Linked DNA regions of Arachis hypogaea: region 1 is linked to region 2. The links are chromatin contacts, called in public Hi-C maps. All regions are on one chromosome and are shown on one strand. The core of a region is the stretch at or near the end of the contact, and the rest is flanking DNA. Distances in the headings are between cores, read along the strand shown.

The links. Hi-C and Micro-C count contacts between places; a contact is called where the count stands out from the background.
Region 1: a Hi-C map of an unstated tissue shows a contact between it and region 2, with 2.8 times the contacts expected there. The contact joins the enhancer-like site here to the promoter of LOC112754757 in region 2. A contact is called at or near these places in 2 of 8 Hi-C or Micro-C datasets (leaf and an unstated tissue).

The regions. Positions count from the first base shown.
Region 1 is chr16:119,797,952-119,802,397 of arahy.Tifrunner.gnm2.J5K5, reverse strand. It overlaps LOC112754761 (valine--tRNA ligase, chloroplastic/mitochondrial 2), which reads left to right. Exons shown (of 26, transcript XM_025802516.3): 25 at 87-253; 26 at 567-1,230. The coding sequence ends at 695. Among protein-coding and RNA genes, the nearest start is that of LOC112754761, 16 kb to the left of the region's middle. Within about 2 kb of position 1,572, at least 1 of the 3 cell types and tissues checked has open chromatin away from gene starts, as enhancers often do.
Region 2 is chr16:119,726,245-119,731,031 of arahy.Tifrunner.gnm2.J5K5, reverse strand. LOC112754757 (protein NETWORKED 3C-like) reads left to right here and starts at 3,212. Exons shown (of 2, transcript XM_025802513.3): 1 at 3,212-3,439; 2 at 4,214-4,787. The coding sequence starts at 3,364.

The sequences.
Region 1 (4,446 bases), core at 323-2,822, 73 kb before region 2:
TTATCCAATCAACTGTTTTTCTTGTTTCAATTAATAACTGGTTGCTGATTCAAATTTGTTGGTTTCTTTGGTGGATTGTTATTCAGGAGATGCAGATCAATCGGTTCACCTTGTGGCTGGTGAAGGACTAGAGGCATATCTCCCTCTAGCTGATATGGTTGATATTTCTGCTGAAGTTGAACGTCTTACAAAGCGCCTTTCCAAGATGCAAAAGGAGTATGATGGATTCAAAGCTAAACTTAGTTCCCCAAAGGTATGAAATGTTCTTTACAACCTCCAGAATTTCTGAAGTGTGCAGATGATGTCTTGTTACACGGTTCAATTGTGCAATTCAACTTAGTTGCCAAAGAATTCTGCTCTGCTATTTTGTTCCTATATTATTCTTATCAGATCTTGTTATTGTTAACTTGCTAGCTTTCATCAAATTATATTGTTAGTTAGCTGGAATTTTCTACTATTGCAAAGTGTCTAATTGTATTATCGTATAATATTAAGTATAAAATTCCTCTAGAATAAATGCAATGAAGTAATTGGTGCCAACTACTGTTTTCTGTCCCGTTCTTCAGTTTGTAGAGAAGGCCCCGGAAGATGTGGTCCGCGGAGTGCAAGAAAAAGCAGCCGAAGCTGAAGAGAAGATCAATTTAACCAAGAACCGTCTTGCCTTCTTGAAGTCAAACATTCTAGTTTCAAATTAGGCTTGATCAATCATCAGTGTGCTATGAGTTCAACTCAATGTCAATCATCTTCAACTTCATCTGCAGTAATGGTTACTCGATTGGCATCTGTTGTTGTAAGTCCTCCTTACATATTAGCTGGATATTTATCAGTTCCTCTAATTTTCACAATAGAGTGAACACATTTTTCAAAACTTTGGTGGTTCCTGTGAACATTAAAAAGTAAAAACTAAGGAATTAAGTTGCCTCAAGGGCTGAACAAGGAACCAGCGCAACAGCGTACACCGGGGAGCTGCTATTATAAATGTACAGTTAGTGTTGCAAACATTATTTTTTGACTACACTGTTGCAATAATTTTTTGCCATCATTTTCCTGGGAAATTTAAATATTACTTCTAATTGTGCTAGGCATTTATGCCATTTTGTTAATACACTTTAGTATAAACCAGATGTAAACCTACGAGCCGGACTGAAATGAATTCATGTTTGGTTTAGAAAAATAATTCCATAGACAATACATTGATAATTGAATAAACTACCATTTGTATCCACAAAAGTTCTAAATACATTGATAATTGAATAAACTACCATTTGTATCAATGAAAGTTCTAAATGCTGATAAAATGTACCCACAAAATAATAAAATTAAAGTTGTACTCATGAAAGATCGGTTATGTGCGACAAAATCATCCAAACCATAAAAAACTATCCAAGAATCCTAAACTACCCTCCTCTCCACCACTGTTATCTTCATTCGCGCGCTCTCTCCAAGTCAATCCCCATCGCAGCCAAATTTCTCTCTCTCTCTCCCCTTCCAAATCAACCCCGGCAGCATCAAAGAGAGCGGAGGGTTCGGCGAGCATGGCGGTGAAGTCGATTTCGCAGCTAACATAGAGGATATTGTTGTGGCCACCAACATAGGAGATCTTAGAGTCATTAGGGCAGCGTTTGATCTCGCCACCGCCATAGCGGTAGAGAAACTTAGCGTCATAGTACTCCATGTTTTGATTTTTGTCTTTCTGCGTTTCTTGTGTGCAATCTAGAATGCACGTGTTGTGTTTTTGGTAATGGAAGTCTTTCAAATATGAAATAATCCCCCTTTTTTTTCTGTTTTCCCTATCAGCAATGAAGTTACCTGGAAGCTTCACTTTGCAGTGGGGTCGATTTGGGAGGAGAGAGAGAGCCCTTTGATTGCGGTGGGGGTTGATTTGGGGAAAGAGAGAAGACGATGGTAGCAGTGGTGGAGAGGAGGGTAGTTTGAGATTTTTGAATAGTTTTTTAAGATTTGGATAATTTTGTCGTATAAAACCGATCTTTTATGGATACAATTTTAATTTTATTGTTTTGTGATATATTTGTCAGCGTTTAAAACTTTCGTAGGTACAAATGGTAGTTTATTCTTGATAATTTAAGGTCTAATAACTATCTCAAAAAGAAAAAGAACTGTTTATAGCAAAGGAAAAATTTAGTAGTATAAAATACAGAAGTAACATGCGTGTACTATTTATTTTAATGAAAAAGTTACACAACCAAGCGAAATACCTGAGTTCAACCTAAGTTGTTATAATGTATTTTATATCTACGCGTCACTTATTGTACATGCATTTTTTCTTCTTCTTCTTACACTCTTGCTCCTTTTCTTCTCTTTTTTTTCTCCCTCATTTTTCTTTCGATATCGTTGACATTGTCACCATTACCACCACAACCTCTTTCTCTTACTCCTCCTCCTCCTCCTCTTTTATTATCATCATCTTCTTAACAATAATAAAAACATATCATTTAGTTGTAAATGACACATAATTTTTTTATGAATAATACAACTTTTGTGAATAACACAAAAATATTCAAAGGACCACAAGTTTAAAACTGACTCAATCAACCACAAAAAATATTTAAATGTGTTTTAGATTCAAAAGACACATCAAATTGTTATAAATGATACAAAAATGACTAAATTTCTAAATCTCTTATATATTAGTTTAATACTACACAATCAATTTAGTGATAACAAAACACATCATTTAGTTAGAAATGACAAAGAAATTTTTGGTAAATGATCCAAGAAATTAAAAAAAAAAAACACAACCAAAACCTTAACCCACTCAACTTACAAAATACATTCAAATATATTTTAGAACTAAAAAAATACATCAATTTATTGTAAATGACACAAAAATGGCTAAATTTTTTATATATGAATTCAATACTACTCAACTAGTTCAATGATAAGAAAATTATATCATTTAGTTGGAAATAACACGGTTAAAAAAATTTCTATATCAAAGTTAAGAAATTTCGGTGTCAAAATTAAGAAATGTCCTTTACGGATAAAAAATTTCGGTGCTATTTTTCTAATAAATTCTATACGATTCAAAACACCTCCTCCTCCTCCTCCTTTTTCTTCTTCATCATCATTTTCTTCTTGTTGTTTTACATTTTCATAGTTCTTATAATCTTATTTCACCCTCCAACAAAAATCTGTGTCACGGTAAAAAAATTTTGGCGTCAAAATAAAAAAACTTTCTGTGTCATGGTTAAAAAATTTTGGTATTATTTTCTGATAAATTATGCACAATATCATCATCATCATCGTCATCTTGTTTCACATTCTCATAGTTCTTATTTCACCCTTCTTCTTCTTGTTTTTCTTGTTTCACATTCTCATAGTTCTTATTTCATCCTCTTAATAAGAACTTGTGTCACGGTTAGAAATTTCGGAGTCAAAATTAAAAAACTTCCCGTGTCACAGTTAAAAAGTTTTAGTGCTATTTTTTGATAAATTATGCACAATTTAAAACTCTCATTCTTCTTCTTTCACATCCTTATAATTCTTGTTTCACCCTCTTAACAAGAACCCATGTCACGGTTAAGAAATTTCAGTGTCAATTAAAAAGTTTTGATGTTATTTTCTGAAATTCTGCATAACTCAAAACTCCCCATCTTCGGTGCTATTTTCTGATAAATTTTGCCTAACTCAAAACTCCCTATCATCATCATCATTATCTTCTTTTTTTGTTCATCTTTTCTTCTTTGTTTCACCTTCTCATATTCTTTTATTTTTTTTCTCTTAACAAGAATAAAATAAGAAAAAAAGAAGAAAAGAATTAAACAAAGAAAAAGAAGAAATACATAATGCTGTCATAACTACCAGGAAGAGGAGAAGGAAAAGAAAAAAATGCAGCAACAATAGCAACAATAAAAGAACGACGATGAAGAGAAAAAAAAAAAAAGAAAAGCTAAAAAGAAGTGCGTAATTCATACACTCGTTGTGTGAGCTATTTTTATTGAGTTTGGGACACTTGAATGTGTATTAGGATCGTTATTTTAATAAATGGGATATACTAACCATAACTCCGATATTAATATGGTCATATCGATGCATCCTTATATAAATCTTGTAAACTCTAGTAATACCCCTTTATTTTCCTGAAGCCTGGTTTTTGTAACAGTGACCTATAAAGATGGAGACACGATTTAAGTTGTTAGAAAAATCAAGATGTTTTATGCTTTGTAATGAGTTCAGGGAATATCCGATAACCTAGATGATAACAAACATTTGATTAAGATATAATTAATTGAGTATATTAATTATATATTCGAAGTATTACATAAAAGTTTTAATAGAATTCGAATTTCAACAAGAAACATATCAAGAAAATAAGCATTCATTGTGATATATTATTACCAAATAAGAAGACAACAAACAAAGAAAGATTTCATGTAATCAGATAGATTTGGAAGATTCATTCTTGAAGATTGACCTTCATTATAC
Region 2 (4,787 bases), core at 1,963-4,462:
CCAAGATCTAAAACTCCCTCCAATGCTGCTGCGGCTGCTGCTGCATCTACTAGCAAGGAAAGATCCAGGGTAAAGATGCCTATTAGGAGACACCCCTTAGCCCAACCAAGTATGAGGCCCATATCTACAGCTCCAATAGCCCAACCCAATGTTAGGCCCATAGCTCCAGGCCCATCAACCACTCCAAGGCCCAACCCACCATTTAGGCCCCCACGGATAAGGCTCGTTGCACCTTCTACAAATGCTGCTGCTGGTTCAGGAGTTTCAGACTCCACAAGGACTCCACTTGTGTCAAATGAAACCATGAATGGTGCATCTAAAGCAACCACTTCTAGGTTCTCAAAGTTCATGCCAAATCAGTCAACTTGAGGAAAACTTTGGTGCATAATTAGTTGATCTTTTGGGTTATAAGTTGATATTTAGTTGCAGTGGTTTATGTAGTTTTTGGGTTGTATGTTGATATTTAGTATGGTTGGTTATTGCCTTTTGTTGGACAATTTGAGTATTTTGATATCTAGTATTAAGATTGATTATCCAGTATCTAGTATTTTGGATGGAACAATTAGTTCTAATGCTTAATGTTATGCAGACCAATTACTTAATCTTGTGCCTTTACCAATTTTTATTTCTTAGGTCTATTTGAAATTAGTTAACATATCTCAGTTACCTTTTTAGTTAGATTCACTTCACTCAATTCATGCTTCTATTAGTGATGCAATCGAATTCAAGACACATATCCAATTGCTCAACAAGTGACTAAATAGCCACAACAATGTCAACATAACTTCTAAGCAACAATAACAATTAACATTCATTAATAAACCCTGTCCTACAGTCATCCCTTGTCCTATCTAACCAAACAAATCAAACTCATACATAAACTCAGTACAACTCCACCCAGAATGAAACACACAAGCAATTCAACTCTCTTCATCTGCTCTATCAACATCTTTCCATCTATGTGTGTCGTCTCAGTCTCAATACTGGTAAACATCCCTTTCAAGACTCCACATGTATTGTATACTACTGTGCCATTATTGGAGGATTCTTCCACCCCAGCAGATTCCTCAATAGATTCATCCATCCACTGAAAATAACGGCACCCAGTGTTCTTCGTCTGCCCAACACAGATACAGTTCATCAAGGTCAATTCTCAACCGGGGGGAGGGGGGGGGAGGGACAAATGAAGCAGAAAAATCATACATACCTTCCATAGAGGACACCTGAAAAACCATCTTCTTGGGTTTCTCCTCGTCTTCGACTTTAAGGCCACCACCTGAAGACGGCAGAAGCATGTCCCATCATATGGCTTGCTCACATGTTCTTCGAGCCCTTCAGAGCTACAATTTTCCATACACTGTGTCCTTCGATTACAATTTGACATGACTCTGCTTCCACCATGCATGGCTCTGGTTAGGGTTTTGCTTGCTGCCCAAATTGGGGAAAACGTTCTCACCTAACACTATATAAGGGAGAGAAGGGATTGAAAGCCTAATACGGATGCCACGTTGGACTTCCGTTTGCCACATCACAAAGTTCCGTTTAACGGAGAAGGGTTCTCCTCACAGTTGGGCAGATTTGTTCCGTTTTTAAAATTTTCAAGGGTATGATTGTCGTTAACAAATATTAGGGGTATTTATGTCAGCGTTTTACAAATTTGGGGGCATAATTGGTAATTTACTCTTAATTTTATTATAAAATTAACTAATAAGATCTATTTAAATATCTAAATTAAAATGATAGGATAATATAAAAAAATTATTCAAGTTGATGTTTTTTTTAGTAATTTTTTTATCTAAAAATAATTTTGAATGGTATAAACCAAACAACATTTATTTTACTATACTTCATTTTGATACAAAAATTACCAAACATAAATTATTTTAACACAAATTTATTTTTTATCAAAATCAAGTTTACAAAATCAATTTTATGCGAACTCTCGTTTATAAAGTGTAATCTAAACACACATTAATAAGTTAGGAAACACCTTACACAAGAACTCAACGACTTAATTTTCAAGAAATTTGGGTCACTAACCCTTTTATAACATTACTTAGTTTTGAGTTTATTTCAATCATCTAACAGTTACTTATTTAGATATTGGACTCTTTTACAGGTCCTCGCGGTCCTGTTTATCCAGGGCTTTCGCTAATTTTCAGCCAACACCAAAGTGAATCACCTATATATAGTAAATAGTCAAATTAGTCACTCGTTTTTTAAATTGATCATTAAAAGATTTTTTTAATTAAATTTATCTTTTAAAGATTTTAAATTAATCATATTGATCCTTTCGTCACTTCCATTGAGAATTTATTGATATGGTACTTAAATAATATCACAACACATACCTAATAGTCTGAATGTATTAACATGATTAGTTTATGAAATTAGATCAAATCAAACTCAAATTGAGAGATTCTAATGCCTTAAGATTTTCTCTCCATTAGATTTTGATTTGATTTAATTTCATAAATTTATTATATTAATAATCAATTAAGACTTCTAAGTGTCTGTTAGATGTCATTTATTTTTGGTGACTTATTGGATGTCATTTAAAGTGTCATATTAATAAATTTTGACACTATTAACAAAAAAATGACAAAAAATGATTAATTTAAATTTTTAAAAGACGAATTTGATTAAAAAAATCATTTTGTCCGAATAAAAGTATAAAACCATTGTTAAAAGCCCAAAATGACAACTTTTGAAGAGATCGTTGTCAAAAATTAAATTTAGAAAATAAAAATAGTAGTTCCTTTAATTTTTCATTTTTCCTTTTTTCCTTTTTGGTCAGAAATGGTCCATTGAGATGAATCTGACAATCAGGACCATACCTCCGTAAATTTTAATTTATTTATTTTTTAAAAAAAGACCATCACGACCATGTGATTCAAACTTTTATCGTACTTGTACCTAAGCCTTCAATTCTTCAACCATGTGTATATTACTATACGCGGTACAATAAATTATGTTGTATTTTTCCATCAATAATAAATTAATAATTGATTCTACTGTGAACTGTATTCTGAATACAGCTGCATATTCGAAATTAAACTCATTAATTAGTACGTATATTATAAGGAAACACAAATTATACTGCTTCCCAGAAAATCCATCAGGAGATTAATGAGAAATAATGGGCGCATTTGAAAAACTACATTTATTTGGTTCTTTGAGAATGCGTTCCAATTTGAAAAAGAATCTGCTTAACGTTTAGCTGCTGCCACACAGATCCTGGAACTGCACCTACCTTTTCATATTCTTTACTTGATCCTTTACACTTTACCCTGTTGCTCCTTCTTTGGTCCTCTTCTGATAAATTATCTTGTTCTGTGATAATAACCGATAACAAATTTGTTCATGGAAAATAATGATCATGAATCTTGGAGTTCTGCACATATCTACAAGTCTCAATGGCTTCAAACAACCATATCAGGTCTCTCTCTTTCTCTCTCCTATATATATATATATATATATATATATATATATATATGCCAAAGTTCAATAGCTTTGCTTCATTTTACATGTTAAATAAAAAATGCATGACCTTTTGTGTTGTCAGGTTATTGTTTTGACAAAGCAAAAGGTCATTTGATTTGCATGCAACATGAAGGAAAGTTAAATTTATTTAGGATAGTTCTTTATAATTAGTTGTCAGCTTTCTTTGATTTGGATTTTCCGTACAACAAAGTTGGGCAACAAGATTATTAGAGTGGTTGTGGAAGATGAGTCGGGGAGAAAATTGGTTATGTGACATATTTCCGATGTCTTAGGGAGCAAGACATGTCTTCTTCTAGGATCCAATTATTTGCCACTATAACTAAGTAAAAGGTAGGGATTAGAACACAACCAAAATGTTTGAAGTCTACTAGATTAGTATTGAAAAAACACTCTCCAGAAACAGTAATCAAACGTGGTCAGGTTCAGTAAATATGTGTATAGTAAAGAAGTTTATGTAAATACTAGATTAGTGTGGGGTCAAAGTATAAGATGATAAGGGAAAAATATATATATAGTATCTATATCCTACTAATAAAATACCTCAGTTTAGTTAAGAACTGCATCCATCTCTGGGTATATGGAGAAGGTCCCTCGTATGATTAAATCATAGGAATTCTGGTAAGCACACATCATTCAAAATGTTCGTGCTCTAGATTAGTTGTGCTGCACATTTTACTCAAAAGTCCCTGGGTATTTGATCAATTTACAGATTTGGATGAGAAACTGGAAGCCATGATGACCATTTTAGAGGGTGGCAGCAACTCTCCAAACCACGAACACAGAGATTATAAATGGAGAGAAGACTTCATGTGCATGCTTGAAGAATTTGGCCAGTCTTACCGCGCTTTAGCGATAGCACATAACCAACTCAAGTGCAAAATATCTGATGGTACCTATAAAACCTCTGAAAATGATGTCTTTCATTCAAGATCTTTATTATCTTCTGGTATATCAAAATCTCCCCTGAAGGGTTCTGATATCAATTTTGATTGTACCAATACAAATTCTTTATCAAATAAGCAAGAAGGTGAATACCATGAGTTTTTATCAGCTGACTCATGCAGCATGAAACTTAAACCAGAGCTTGAAGGTAGAGACACTGAAATAGAAGAAGGAATGACTAATCTCTCTATCAATAGAAATGATTCTATGAAGATTGCTGATTCAGAAATAAACCTCGAAGATCCATCAATGGTGGACTTTAAATGCGACAATAAGTGGTCGGCAATGGAGTTTCAAATTGCCAAGCTTACAAAAGATAATGTGAACCAATTTATAGAGTT